2 separate regions of the Oryctolagus cuniculus genome follow, and region 1 is linked to region 2. The links are chromatin contacts, called in public Hi-C maps. All regions are on one chromosome and are shown on one strand. Each heading gives the region's core, a stretch centred on a gene start, on an enhancer-like site or on the middle of the called end of the contact. The rest is flanking DNA. Distances are from core to core; before and after follow the strand shown.

What was found. A called contact is a pair of places that touch in the nucleus more often than the background predicts.
Region 1: a contact with region 2 is called in a Hi-C map of an unstated tissue, with 7 times the contacts expected there. The contact joins the enhancer-like site here to the promoter of PRDM1 in region 2. A contact is called at or near these places in 3 of 6 Hi-C or Micro-C datasets (ear pinna, psoas muscle and an unstated tissue).

What each region holds. Positions count from the first base shown.
Region 1 is chr5:65,784,611-65,788,899 of mOryCun1.1, reverse strand. No RefSeq gene overlaps it. Among named protein-coding and RNA genes, the nearest start is that of PREP, 86 kb to the left of the region's middle. Within about 2 kb of position 2,744, at least 1 of the 8 cell types and tissues checked has an H3K27ac peak or open chromatin away from gene starts, as enhancers often do.
Region 2 is chr5:65,165,661-65,169,866 of mOryCun1.1, reverse strand. PRDM1 (PR/SET domain 1) reads left to right here and starts at 2,396. Exons shown (of 7, transcript XM_002714871.5): 1 at 2,396-2,579. The coding sequence starts at 2,538.

The DNA.
Region 1 (4,289 bases), core at 1,495-3,994, 620 kb before region 2:
ATGCCTGCTTTGCTCTCCTTGATTAGAGCGATCCAAATCAATATTTTGTGTGCCCACCCCACTCACAGTTATTACAAAACAGGAACTACAGAGTACATGGGAACACTTGTTTTGTAAGTAGTAAGGCCATCTTCTTGGTAAGAATCTTCTAGGACAGAGCTGCGGCCACACATTTTAAACCCTGCATCACAACATCCTGCAGAGTATAGACCCTTACTAAATTTCGCCTGACATGAGAGTCTTTGGTCTTGAGGATTTGCTTTCTATGTCAGCTTGAGGACCAGTGGTTGGGCAAGATTGTCCAACATCAGTCCCCTCAGAACCCCACCGGGAAACCATCTTGGTCCAAGCTCAGCTCAGCTTTTCTTACTTTGTGTTAGGTTGAAAGATTACCTTGGACAGTCACAAACAATCAAGGTCTCCCAGTGCTTTGCTTACACTTGCATTTCGTTTTAGAGTTGTTTATCCTGTCTCTCTCCACCTCCCCGGAGATCCTTTGGCAAATCTGATAAACAATGCCTTTTTCTTGCTCAAGGCAAAAAGTCCAATTGAATACAATGGGGGCCCAGACTTGGCTGACTCGCAGGCTGCAGGTGTTCTCCGGATTGTGGTCATCTAAACCAGATGCTGTGGAGCTGGAGCACCTGCTTCCCTTCCCTGTGTACACTCCGGAGACCGCGGCTCCCGGGTAGACGAAGCCAGAACCCAGGCTGCCGGCTGCGATGCACCTACAGCAGCATCCTCCTGACGACAGAGCGAGTTGTCCCCGAAACAGCCTCCCCAAGTCCCCGTCCAGTCCTCAGATGCACAGTTTGATTTGTTATTCTGTCTCCCTTCCCTGATCCAATACCACAATCCCCTCAACACACACACACCCAACAACAGAGCCTCCTTTAGGTAGACTATGAGAGACTACTTTATTTTACCCTGGATTATATTATGTGCACTGAAAAGACTGGCCAGGCACTAAAGGGGGATTATTTTTATGGTTCTGATAACAATAAGTCAGATGCCAAAAGCCTTGTACAGCCTCAGATTTTATGAACATTTCTATAGGTGTCATAAATCTTTGAACAATCCATCAAGAACTTATATCTTCTCCCTTGAATGTTGAACATTAAATAAGAGATGGGGCAGGTGTGGGGGGAGACCTGGTCCTGTGGGGACGTGACTGTGCTATCAGCTGCAGGAGGGGTTGGTTCTGGTATTTTTACTCCATTGATTCTCATACTCACTCCTACAAGTGCACGTGTATTTGAACCCTTCTTGGTATACCTGGAGGAGTCAAGCTCTGTCCTCATCTCCATATTTTAATTTTCAATTTCGATGTTTCTATCTTACACAGATGCTTCTGAGGACAGTTACTGTTTTGCATCTACACAGAAGGAAAATTTCCCTCTTTGTCCTTATACTGTGTTCCCAGTAATCAGTTGAGAACGGCTTTGCCTTGAGAGTTGATGGCTGACCCTGCTCCATCCTCTGTGGAGGATTCCAAGCAAACACAGGCAGCGAGGGTGGTGGGGCCCAGCCCCTGGAGAAGATGCATGTCCTGGGCCCTAGGTCTTCTCATCATCACTCACTCCTCCCTCCAGGAGAAACCTGTCACTCCTCTGTGAATTCCTGCTAGGACCAAGCTTCAGGATGCTCTTTCTGTTTGCTCCCTGCAGCTCTGCGAGCCACAGATATATTCCTTTTGCTTCCATGCCTAGATTTAGACTACCCTCCAAAGAATAATTTTTGACCTGGGGGCTATAGGATAGATTTGTGGTGTGAAAGAGAAGGAGGGGTAGGAGGAAGGGAGAAGAATGCCCAGGGAGGGTGAGATATAAAAACCAGTGGAGTTGACTTGAGATGAGGGAGATGTGGCACTGGGGGAGCTTTTCATTGAAATAAACCAAAGAGATCACAACATATTTTCAAAAAATCAACTTTGAAAAAGGCTCTTTCTTTTTCACCCCATGTGTATATTCGTGGCTAAACCTCATTAGAAGAAGTGTCTAGACATAGCAAAACTAGAGAGAGAGAGAGACAGACAGACAGACAGACAGACAAAAAGACAGAGAGGATGGTTCTGGCAGCCAGAAAGGCAGCTCCGGATACTCCAGTCTGCAGATGTGTTGTGCACTGGGTTTGGAATCCACTCGCGGGTAGCTAGCTAATGGCACGGAAGGGGTTGCTTAGTGGAGATGAATATGAGAATGGAGATTACAACCCGAGATAAACCAAGCGTCTTTTATTTAGTATCATTGGAACTGTTTTCACTTATCTGCACAACTCTTTTCTTTTGTGCCTCTTAATTTGTCCTTGAAGCTCTGTATCTAATCATTAGTTGAGCAACCAATAATTCTCCCTCAGTCCCCCACCCCTTTTTACAACCAACTTTAATCTTTCGACTCAGTGAAAAACATGTTTCCCCTATCATAACTGGTTTAACAAAAATTCTCTTTCAAGTTTAGATTACTCCGATACAATGGCTTTCCTGCAGCCTCATGCTGGAGAAAGGAATTTACATTAGAAAAGAGAGATTTATGATAGCATTGGATTTCCATTTGAATATGGAGAGTTAATAACCTGCATATGTTTTTTTATTATTATTATTTTAAGGTCTAAGCTACGCCATAGGCAAGAGGAAAGCTGGAAACTGCAGGGCTGGCAGGGCTCAATGAGTACCTTTATCTGGATTTCATTCACAAACAGCAGCTCTCTCCTCGGGAAGGGAGCTGTGCGTCTCCCCAGATCGGAACTGGAGTAAGGGCCAGGATTTCCTGATTTGTTTACATTTCTCAAAAAACTTTTTTCCCCCGGACTAGGACAGAATTAGACTTCCTTTTCCACTTTTGGCTCCTTCCAAGCTATTCTTGCCCAAGGTATTCTCTCCCCTTTCCCTGCATTCTTTGTTGAAGTCTCAGCTGGGTTCTTTGTCTCACAGAAACACAGAGAGGCAATGAAAGATGTTGGCGGAAGAGTAAGGGCCATAATGACAACAATGAGCCCACCATGGCCGGGGGTTTCCTGGACACAGTGTGGTCTGCCTGACCCATGCGTCTGGGATCCGCTGTTGTGTCTCTCATCGACCCTTGGAGAGGATTCTGAGAGGTTCCGTGTGATACACCAAGTTACCTTGCTAGGTCTTTGCACCCTAAAAGGAGAAATGGCCATCACCCGTCTTCCACACACATCCCCACAGAGGAGATCTGTGGTTCAGATGGTGAGACATCAGCCCAATCCAAGCATGGGATACGAGTGTTGGGCTCCCAGGCTCCTAGGCCTCAAGACTGTAGGGGTTCGACTCCACCCTGCTAGCTCTTCTGCCCTGCTGGGTTTCACTTTCACCCTTCTAGCCCATCTGTAATTGTCCTAAAGGCTGGTTTTGAAAATTGACTTTAAGCTCATTTGTTTATAATTGTTTTGCAATCTGGAGCTTAGTCCCTTTTCTTACCAAGGGAAACGCAGGCCACGGTCAATGGCCAATCTGAATGTACAAAAGAGAACCAGATCGCGTTGGGGGCCCCTTGAACAAGACCAAGTCAGAGAAACACAGAGCCTTTTGAGGCGAGGGGACAGGTTTTGAACAGACAGGTGTAAGTCGCTTGTTTATTGACATTTCTATTTCTTTTTCCTTCTCTCTTGTTTCTGAGGCTCAAGGCCTCTTTTGATTTCACTGGTTAAGTCATCTCTGTTTTGAAACACGTCTGCCATTCTGGCCCTGGGGATAACTGTGCAAATTGTCTGGAAGTAACCCTATCCTGCCTCCTTGAAGTCCCTTTTCCCCATCCCAGGGGTCCCAGGGCAGTCCCTGTCATTTGTTCTTTCTGCTTTCCTGGAAATCAAACCCAGCTCTTGGCAGGGGGTCAGATACCTTCACTTATACTGGAGCCTGGCTCTAAACATTAGCATTATACCAGGATCTTTTGTATCATAACACAAGAAATCTCAAGGTAAAGGAATGAGTTTCTGTTTGCGGCACTTATGCTACTGGTGGAGGAAACTTCAGGAAATAAAATGTACACGTGTTCTCACTTTGAGGGTGGTGTTTGATAAAAATGATAGAAGGCCACTGTTTGGGGCTGAGCTCCTGTGCAAGACCCCTACAAAGCAGGTGAAAAATCAAAATGGAGTCACTTATGCTGAAGTTCTAGGTCATCAGGCTGAAATTAAGCTGTTTATTTGACCATCTGGGAAAACAGGATTTGAGAGAGAACAAATTTCCCCAAAACAGGCTATTTTGAATGTGTGATAGTGAGGTCCCCTTTGTCTCACATCCTGACACAAAAGGGGTAACCCAAAGT
Region 2 (4,206 bases), core at 1,147-3,646:
TGTCTATTCCTGACCGCTATCATCATGGTCAAAACTGGGCTGGGGGTGTTATTTGTTCTTTCCTTTCCCTCTCACTTCTAGACAAGAAGTCAACATTGGAAGGGCTTTACATCCTAACACTCTGTGTCTCAACGCGTACTTTCCTTCCAGTTCCACCCGTGGCCGTGTGCAGCTCAGCTGGAGCACCTGGAACTAATTTTAGGGTTGCCTGGCTAAGCCCCAAACTGGTATTTGATGTTCGCGTCTTCTCTCGGCTCAAGCCCATTTCACCACCTCTGAAGGTGAGTGCAGGCTGAAATTAATTAACAGTGAGTTGATTCACTGGCATCTCCCAGGCAGTAAAGCAACTATTTGGCCAAAAATAGCCCTCTTCCCACCTCAAATATCAGACTTTCTGCCTGAGCCCTGCCTTCAACATGGCTGACTCACCCACACTTGCACGGTCTATGTGGCTTAAGAACACGGTTTGATCCTAAAAGGGAAGTGAAATACTCTTTAACATCTGCAAGGGAGACTGTTTGAACAGCAGGCCAGCCTTCCGTATGACTGCATTGTTTTTCTGTCCATTGTGGCGCTGACTCAGCATCAGTTAATAAACCCTCTCGAGAAGGCTGGATTTCTCTTGTTTAATTATCATCTTGGAGCTTTCTGAGAACCCTGGGGAATCGTTCATTCAGTTTTATACCCCTGGCACATCCGCCCTCGAGGTCCTGGTTCCTCTTGGTGCTAGCGTCCCCTCTGGCAGAACGTGCAATAACAGGTGGACCTGCAGCAAGTGGCGAGTGTGTGCTGCTTATGTCCCCTAGTGGGAATGTGACTGTTGTGTGCTACAGAGAGGCTGCAAGGACTTAAGACACAGACACCATTTTCTGGCAAATAATCTTTTACTTCCCACTCTTCCCCCCTCTCCCCTACACCCCCCCCCAAAAAAAAGTCTAGAAATTTTCCTGAAGGAGAGAAAATAGATTTTTAAGGCAAACATTTTTATGGTTGAGTTGGACTTCTGTTTTGCTTTGTTTCATTTCTTCCTATAAACAAATAATCAAATGTCCACTTCATTGTATGAGTAAGTTAGTATCATCAGGTTGGGACTGGGTGTGTGTCTGTGGGTGTGTGTGTGTGGGGGGGGGTGTATGCACATGTGTATTTGAAATGCTAGCAAAGACAGCGAAGTCTAAGGTTGAAAGAGAGATGATTGAAAAAAGCAGATACAACTACGTATAGTGAGGCAAGCAGGAAAAGTGGAAGGCTCGTGTTTCAGTGATCTAAGTAATAATTGTACGGGGTGCTTGCTATAAATGGTCTCTTTGCATCATTGTTTCTCTGAACTAGAAGATTCCTTGCTGAAGGCACAAGAGCATTGAAGGAAGTAGAGCATCTGGTTTGTTTTGTAATGAGAAGCAGGAATGCAAGGTCCACGCTCTTAATAATAAACAAACAGGACATTGTATGGCATCATCACAGGATGTCCTTCCTTCAACAGAGGGACTGGCTGAGGCTGGAGGAAAAGGCGGCCAGGGCTCCGAGCGAGCCCACTAATTACTGCCTCGGATGGCTTTCCCCTCGCGGTGTCCAGTTCAGTATCCCCCAAGACTCCCCCGTCCCTTTTACTCACCCTGACCCACTGCTCGGAAGTCAGCCTGTGGGTCCCAGGAGCAGAGGGAAAATGGGGGTGGGGGTGGGGGGTGGGATTCATCTGTAGGATCGTAACTTTTCCCCATGTCCCTGTTTACTGTACTGATTGAAAGAGGAAAGTTGGTTGTGCCAGAGGTGGATGTATTGAGTTAACAGGAGAGAGATGGCCTCCGAGAAGTTTGGGGGGTTGGGGCCCCATTCGCGGGCGCAGACAGTGTCAGTCGCCTTTTGCAAGTGCGTTATGCGCGCCGTCTGCGGACTGCGGGCTCGGGCTGAGCCACACGCTGGCCAGGTACTTTTGAGGTTTCCTTCGCTCTGGGAGCACACACACACACACACACACACACACCCTTTATCGTCCCCCCCCCCCCCCAGGAAGGAGGGCGCTCTGCAATCTTTAGAATACAATACGGCCCAAGTAAACGCCGGGGTGCTGGGCCTTCAAAGGGAAGTCGGAAGATTCCAAGTCATGTTGAAATTCACACGCAAAGAGAGGAAGCAGCTCGCGGCTCGCGAGCCGGGGAAAGCCCTGGGCCGGCGCGGCTCCGGCGAGTCCAGGTGCCTCCAGTGGCCACGCCCCCACTCCAGGCAGCTGGCAGCAGTGAATCAGCCGAGTGGCTAACGAAATCTTACAGCAGGGAGGGGAAAGGAGCCGCCGGGCTGGTTCGCGCACACACACACACGCACACACACAAAGTGCAGCCGTGACGCTCGGCCCTGCAGTGCTGCGGAGCGGCGAGAGCAGCGCGCGGCACCTGTCCGCCGAGAGCCGGGGCGCGGGCGCCGGCGCGGCCGCGGGAGAGCAGGGGGCCGGCGCGGCGCGCGCCTCAGTGCGGCTCAGCCCGCCCGCCGGGACGCGGGCGCGATGTGGGCTGGCGAGACGTGAGCCCGACGCCTCTCCGATGTTGGATATTTGCTTGGAAAAACCTGTGGGGACGACCTTGGTAAGGACGTTGCTTTTATTTGTGTTTGGAAATTGATCTGGGAACTTTTTTCTTGCCTTTTTAACCCCTCTGGTTTTGTTTTTGATCACGTACTCGGGGTAGAAACAAGAAATGCTGTGCTTTCATGCACTTAGGACTGTCAGACTTTTAGAAGACTTTTCCCCCTCTTTATGGATCTTTAACCCTTTCATTTCTAGACATAATTGTCAATTTATTGCAATTTCAGTCCTGGTTCTTGTCCACTCTGGTCAAAGTAATTCCACCGCGGTGGCCTCAGGTTTCCAGTTTCAACATTTTATTCGGCATCGTGACTCTGTATTGGAACTACCTTTTTTTTTTTTTAAGCTGGTTTATTTAAACCGTAACCGAGGGAAACACAATTTTGCTTTTTTTTTTTTTTTTTTTTTTTTTCGAGAGAAGAGCATCCTAGTGAGAGAAGAAGTGGCAGAGTGTGCAAGCTGCCGTGAAGGCTTCCCCAGCGCTCTGTTGACATTTTCACAAGCACACGTCCGAAGTGGGAATGATGCCCCGGCTTCCAGCTTCGACCAGCCACGGCCACGGTGGGGAAGCGTGGCCGCAGTTCCAAGCCTTTTTTTTCCCCTCCTTAGGAAAGCACTTTTTTTCTGAGCGTGCGGGAAGGTTTGCGGGAATATCCTGCTCCATGTACAAGGGGAAGCGGGACTTGTCCTGGGAGCCTGCTGTGTGTGTTAGAACTTTAGTTACAGTAAACTGTAGCGCATCAGTGACTTCTGGGAATTCGCACACTTTCGGATTTAGATGGAAAGGGCTATTTGCAGCTGAGGGCTCCGAAAGGAATCCTCTCCGGGGAATTCTCTGTTTGCCTTCTCCACCGCCCCCGCCCCCGGTCCCGGAGTTGGCGGGAGATGCCCGCAACGCCCAGCGAGGCGGCGGACCGCGCTGCCCCTCGGCTCCCTCCGCGCGCTCCTCGCCCGGGGTGCCCGCGCTCGCCTGCCGCGGGGATGCTGGCGGCTGCAGCCGGGAGCCGGCCGCCCGGCGCGGGGGCTGAGCGAGCGTGCGAGCGCGCGCCGCGCCGGGCAAGGCAGTTGTTTTGAAAGTTGTTTTGCCTTTGGGAGCCGCGGTGGGAAAGTTCAGTCTTCCCCATTTGGAAAAGGCGGGCTGGGTTCCGCTCCCGCAGCACACGCGCTTTCCATTTTTAGCTTCATTCAGAGGCAGACAGAGCTCCTTCCTCTTCCTCTCCTTGTTTGTGACCCTTTTCTGAGGCAGCTTTTCCACAGCGCTGAGGGTCTGGCGGCCATGACCCCAGGCGCTCTGGGACGCCGGACCGAGCGCCCACAACATTTTTCTACCGTGAGAGGTGAAGCCAGGCAGTGTTCAGAGGTGGATCTTGCTGTAATTTCTGTTTCTCCCTCCCGCGCCCCCCCCCTCCCGTGAAGTTGCCACTTTTTTTTTTTTCCTTTTTGACTAACACAAGCATTTAAACCCCTTGCTTCTTCAAGGCTGTTTGGGTCTCACTCAGCTGTACCAAGCGCTTTGCTGCATCGGCTTTGAAAGTCCCTCGGACTGCTGCATTAGTCACAGCCGCTCCGAGGGAGCTGGGAGCCAGCCACCACGCGGGACAATGGGGATTAAAGACCTTCCCCTTCTC